Linked DNA regions of Mus musculus: region 2 is linked to region 1. The links are chromatin contacts, called in public HiChIP or PLAC-seq maps. All regions are on one chromosome and are shown on one strand. Each heading gives the region's core, a stretch centred on a gene start, on an enhancer-like site or on the middle of the called end of the contact. The rest is flanking DNA. Distances are from core to core; before and after follow the strand shown.

What was found. HiChIP or PLAC-seq counts read pairs in DNA pulled down with a chosen protein or histone mark.
Region 2: an H3K27ac HiChIP or PLAC-seq map of embryonic stem cells shows a contact between it and region 1, with 7 times the contacts expected there. The contact joins two enhancer-like sites. A contact is called at or near these places in 1 of 484 Hi-C or Micro-C datasets (embryonic stem cells), 5 of 115 datasets of contacts at active chromatin or transcription factors (all in embryonic stem cells) and 1 of 9 other capture datasets (embryonic stem cells).

Annotation. Positions count from the first base shown.
Region 1 is chr3:21,670,936-21,674,071 of GRCm38.p6, reverse strand. No RefSeq gene overlaps it. Among named protein-coding and RNA genes, the nearest start is that of Gm31693, 30 kb to the left of the region's middle. Within about 2 kb of position 1,396, at least 52 of the 459 cell types and tissues checked have an H3K27ac peak or open chromatin away from gene starts, as enhancers often do. A contact at or near this core is called in embryonic stem cells, where this site is marked.
Region 2 is chr3:22,292,100-22,294,963 of GRCm38.p6, reverse strand. No RefSeq gene overlaps it. Among named protein-coding and RNA genes, the nearest start is that of Gm26354, 120 kb to the left of the region's middle. Within about 2 kb of position 1,268, at least 3 of the 459 cell types and tissues checked have an H3K27ac peak or open chromatin away from gene starts, as enhancers often do. A contact at or near this core is called in embryonic stem cells, where this site is marked.

The DNA of each region.
Region 1 (3,136 bases), core at 147-2,646:
CATTCCACATCAATGCTAAGCCCCCATTTTCTACTTAAATGAAAACAAACAAACAAAAAAGAAATAAAAAAGAAGGGGCATGACTGTTGCTAGGTATGGTGGAGAAGAAGGTTTATTGTAGATAAAAGGAAGAACATAGCCAGAGGCTGGGACACCTGGGAGAGTCCAGGTCACCTGGGAGAGTCCAGAATGAACCTAACCTTGAGCAGGAACATGTAAGGAGGGGAAGGCAGAGAGGAGAGAGCAGAGAGGGAAAATCCAGGAAAGAAAAGGATAGACTTTCAGAATTAGGAATCAAAGTAACTGGGTTATACAGGGAAGGGCAACTGCGGGAAGTAGCCCAGTAGCTCAGGGTGGAGGTGTGATATGTCAGTCATATTCTAAACAGGTAGGAATTGATGGTTGCTGGGAGTTCCTGACAACCAGGTCCTCTTTGATATGTTAAATAGGCACCTTGGTTACCCATTTGTCCTGCATCTGAGAGCTAACTTTGCTGCTGGGTGAAATACTTTCCCACTATCATTCTGCACAATGATTCCTGTAGATATAGTTGCCTTTGACTCCTCCGATGTTCTTCTTTGGAGTCCAACATCTGACATTTACAAAAAAGTGATGTTATTCCTAATATACACATATGGAACATGAGCCTCATGAAATGATCCCAAAGTGCTCAACTAAAAACAATGGGGAGGAGGAAAAGTACAGGGACAGAAATAGCAGCAAAGTTCTGGAAGCAACAGGATTTACACCAATACACCCATACTTTTACTCTCTAGTTGAAATAGTGATGGATTTTAACATCTGAACTCTACTTTGGGGTGGTTCAGAGTTGGGGCCAACTGACTCTTTGCTCTATCCATGTGGGCACCTGGAGCCTGAAAGTTTGTCATTTTGAAGACTCTGACTGCACGTCCCCTTTGATCCCTCAGGGCCTAGCAGGAACTGACTAGAAACTGTTGGACTTGGTTGGTTTGTTACAAGTCCTTAACATTAAACAAGGTAATGAACAAGACAGAGGCCAAATGGGGAATAGATCAGTCACCTAGCAGGAAAGATAAAATGAATAATACTGAATATTAGGATTGGATAGGCTTCTATAACAATTTTCAGGTCTCAGAACAAGAAATTTGGCAGATACATGTGAATAGTAGCTGAAGCTGAGTTTATTAAGAAAAAATACTCTTTCAAGGAAGGCAGCAGGCCATAGCAGTGGGGAAGATTAGGAGCTCAAAGGCCCTGTACACAAACGATTGAAACTTTTGTAGGTCATTTGCATAGCATAGACTTTCTCAAGCATTTGCATAAAGAGGGATTTGGTAAGCTTTTGGGCAGACTCTGTTACACAGTAGTCTTGGCATGCTTGATGGTTCCGTTCTTCCTTTCTGGCAACTGGTTTCTTTCATATGCTAATTTACAGGCCTTGCATAAGGCCTTTTGGACCTCACTCTCCACCCTATTCTCCTGCCTCAACAGGACAGGAGTGGCTGGGCAGGAAATGGAGAGATTTTACTCCCAGTGGCTTGTCCCAACACATTCACATTCATATACACTGGGAGGGGTGAGAGTCATCAAAGATGATGCTATTCCCAGGACTTGAAGTTAGCAAGCTTTGCAATGAAGACACTGAATGATCAGAGGTCTACCAACCTGAAGAAGACCCTGGAGTCTAAGGGAAAGACGGGGGGGTGGGGGGGTGGGGGGGTGGGGGGGTGGTAGTGATTGTTTGGGTTAGATGTACCTTTTACAAGCCATGCAGTTCTTCGGCAGAGAAACTGACCTGTCTTGGGCTTTCTTGTAGCAAGCTATGCAAGGGATTCTTGGGACAAGGGACCTTTAGGGTGACTCTATGGACAAAAAGAAGCTGGAGTCATGGGAACCCAGATTCTGAAACAAACTCTGTCCTGACTTAGCTTTGTTGTTTTGACCAAGTGTTTTCTAGCTGGCGGTTAGTGAAGAGTTGAAGGCTGTACACTCTGGAGCCAGAACACCCCAGGCTTTGAAATCTTGGCTCTGATGTATGTTTGCCTGCTGATATTAGTCTTTTGCCAAGATTTCTGTGAGATGATACAGAGCTGTTACCTGGAACAAAGTTGATGCTCAGTAAACAATGCCTCCTTTATCTTCTTTGTGTGCTGAATAAGTAGGAATGCTTGCAGGCCTTACTGACATGGGTGTGCATTACCGCAGAGAAACTGTACTCAGGAGGATGAAAAGACCATGGGGAAAGAAAAACCACAGATATCAGAACTGTGAAAGGTCAATGTATAAGTTAGGCACCTGGTCAGACTTATGGAGTGAGGTATGGGTCAGGAAGGCTAACGACCACTTGAGACTCCAACAGTTCACAGTTTGAATTTATCTCATCAGTTCTAATCAACTTTGAAGTGTGTGTGTGTTTAATATTAAAAAAAAACACTAGTTTACTTAGAACCTGATCAAGTGCAGAAAAATGGTTCCAGAAGTTTGTTTTATACTTTTAGAACTCCATGTTCCTTTGGTCCAGGCACAACTGACTTGTTTTTCATTGTATGCCTGTGGCAGAGAGTCTTTTCACCTCCAGAGAAACCAGACAGAGGAAGTGTGCATGCAAAGTGTATGTGCTGCCTTTAGACTTGGAAAGACTGTCTAAGGATTGCTTACTTGTGACTCACATTATATAATTTTAATAGTGAATGTTATTCAAAATGTAAAGCAATGTTATTTGATCTTTCAACTCTCCCATTTCTTCTGCTAACACTATTTTACGTTGCTTGTGCAGTCTAATGAAGGTTTTAAGAGTTTTGGTGAGCTCTCAAGGCTGGCTGGCTAGATCAGTGCTTGTATTATTGCTTAGTAACTATGTAGCTTTGGGCATGTTAACTGTTCTTTCTGTGTGAGAAGCAAAACCCTTATTCCTTAATAACGAATTCAAGAGACACCAAGTATTAAAAGTGTTATGGGAAGCCCACCAGGTGTGATCATTTAGATACAGTTTATAGCCACTGAAAGCCTTTAAGTCCAGACAGCTGGGACTACACTTAGGGATTTGAGATCCAACTGTAGCCCTAAACATTTAAAGCAAAGACTTTTGAAGGGAAGGGGAAAAACAACCAGCAGCAGCAACAGCAGCAGCAGCAGCAGCAGCAGCAGCAGCAGC
Region 2 (2,864 bases), core at 19-2,518, 620 kb before region 1:
TCATACTTTTATTTTAAGAATTTTGAAATTTGGATGTCAAAGAACTTAATAAATGCCTTATAGTATCTTAAAACCAGACATAATCATGTCTAGGTGAGATGAAAATGATCTACTTATTGGCATATGGCTTGATCCTGAACAGCTACCTTATTGGGAAGGGGGAAAGCATAGGTTCTCTTCACAGAAAGCTGCAAAAGCATGACAGCTAATTCATGTGACAAGCTGACAGGTGAGTTGGCTGAGTGCCCTGACTGTAGTGACAAGAAAGCTGAATTGGGTATATGTTTTTGACCCACCTTTGCTTGCCATTTTCCCAGTTTGGACAAGCTAAGATGCCTTGCTTCGAGCTTTTTAAACCTTATGGGACATAGAACATTAGAGACCGTGTAGTCTGACTTAGAAAGATTAGTCACAAGAAAGAGTTATAGTGATTCTTCTCCTTCCCTCATTGTGATCAGTTATTCTAACTCAATCTTGGACTGGTCTAGTAATAATTCCAGTATTAGAGAGTCCTATTGAAGATAGCTAAAATCTTAATTACCTAGCAAAGTTAATTTGGAGCACAGCCTCCACTCCCAGAGAAGTAACAGCATTTCTGCAAATCTCAAAACCACCTCCCCCACACCAGGAGCTCTAAGTCTACCTTGGTAGTTGCTAATTTGCAACTGAATGGAGTACCTGGACTTCCGCAAAGATGCTTTTGTACTGTTGCTTTTCACTGACTCCCATTGTTTTTCAAGCAGGTCAGTCAACACCCTTCAGCCTGACTGCAGCAGGTGTGTAGCCTTGCCTCCAACAGTGCAGGTGGCAGTTATTAATCTATATTAAGAAGCATTTTAAGTACATATTGTGGCTCTGGTCTGAATTGGGAATAAAGTGTGCTATGAGGGCTGGACAGTCAAAGACAGGCGCCCAAATCTCAGAATCATATCAATCTAAGACAGAGGTACATGCCAAGAGGCTGTGGTTGTTAATAATACACCACAGAGCCATGTTTTGTGTAAAATAAACACAAACAAGCTGCACATACCATCTATGACAGAATTGAATGGTTTGGGAAGATCTAAGATTTCCTAAGTCAGTCGCGGCTGCCAGCCACCATAACTCCCAAGCAGGACTATAAATAAATTTTATGCCTCAGTCCAGCTATTTTTAATATTATAAACGGGGATGGGGGGGATGTAACCTCCCCCAGCCTGAAACAGGCTGATCCAGACTTTGACCTTGCCGCCACTAAGGAGATTACCTAGATGGCTCTATTGTCCTGCCACTGCTCCTCCAAGACACTGCTACCTGCTGAGAGGCCACTGAGATAGTCCAGAGGATACACCCTATCCTGCATGTCATCACCTGCAACTGGTTCCAGGCTCCAAGAATGGATTAGCAGGGTATGGGCCTCCCCCCCCACCCCCTTTTATAAGCACAGTTTGCTATTAAACATTTGAGCCTTGATCAGGAACCTTGATTTGGCTCCATTATTTCTCTCGATCACATAGTTTCTGTCTTTTCAGCCCCAGTTTGCCTCCCAGGAATAACCCCTGTCCAAGTGAGCCGTGGGCTGGTTCCCAACATTTGATCTTAGTCATTCTGACTGGTATGAGGTGGAATCTTAGGGTTGTTTTGATTTGGATTTCCCTGATAACTAAGGATGTTGAACATTTCTTTAGGTGCTTCTCAGCCATTCTGTATTCCTCAGTTGAGAATTCTCTGTTTAGTTCTGTCCCCATTTTTTAATAGGGTTATTTGATTCTCTGGAGTCTATCTTCTTGAGTTCTTTGTATATAGGATAGGGGGTTTCAAAGGGGGGACCTGGAAAGGGGAAAACATTTGAAATGTAAAGAAAGAAAATGTCCAATAAAAAAAAAATATTCCAGATGCAGCTCCAAAGTCCTTGTTGTTCATGATGACTGAGTGTCAACTCACTGCAACATGGGCATGTTTTTATCATTGCATGGCATTTGAATTTTTCCCAGAAAAGCAAATGTATAGATAGATAGATGATAGATAGATAGATAGATAGATAGATAGATAGGTAGATAGGTAGATAGGTAGATAGATGGATCAAGATAGAGTCAAAATTCAACAGATACATGGGGGAGGCTTGTAGGAGGAGGGAATAATAGGGCCAAATGTGAACAGATACTCGTGTATGTGTGTGTGTGTGTGTGTGTGTGTGTACATGTGTGTAAAAATGTCATAATAAAGACCACTTGTATAATAACAAAAATGAATTTAAACAATTAATTTTTAAAACATCAGCTTTATAATAACAAAATAAAAGGGATAATAGGGCTACATGATATCTTACACACATGTGCACACCATATATGGTATGTAGACAAAGATGACATTGAGTTTCTGACCCTCTACTTCTCCCTCCTGAGTACTATAATCATAGGTGTATACTCCACTAATCCAGTTTCATGCAACACTGAGGATTAAAGCCAAGGCCTCATATATGCTAGGCAAGAACTCTGCCAACTGTGCTGCTTCCTCCCCTTATACTTGATATTATATTTCTATTAACAAAACCAATCTCAAAGATGGAGTTAAGTTTCTTCTTCTCTTAGGGACCAGTGTCTCTGACTAAGTCACATAGCCTCCCCTCATCACATAGGGTGAGGGGAGAGAACACATCCATTGGAAGGACATTACAAGGGTTTTATGAATCCCCATAGGACTTTGTTGGGAATTCTCTACATTGCTCTTCAACCTGGATGCCTAGTAGACTTACATGGTAACCTTGAAATACAAGCACTACATGGCCTCTATTTAGGCAAATTATAGTGGGTTCTTTGAGTAGTGTCCATGAATAAGAATAATTATAGAGTTTTTTACCTGCTTTTCAAGCATAGCCATGAGTT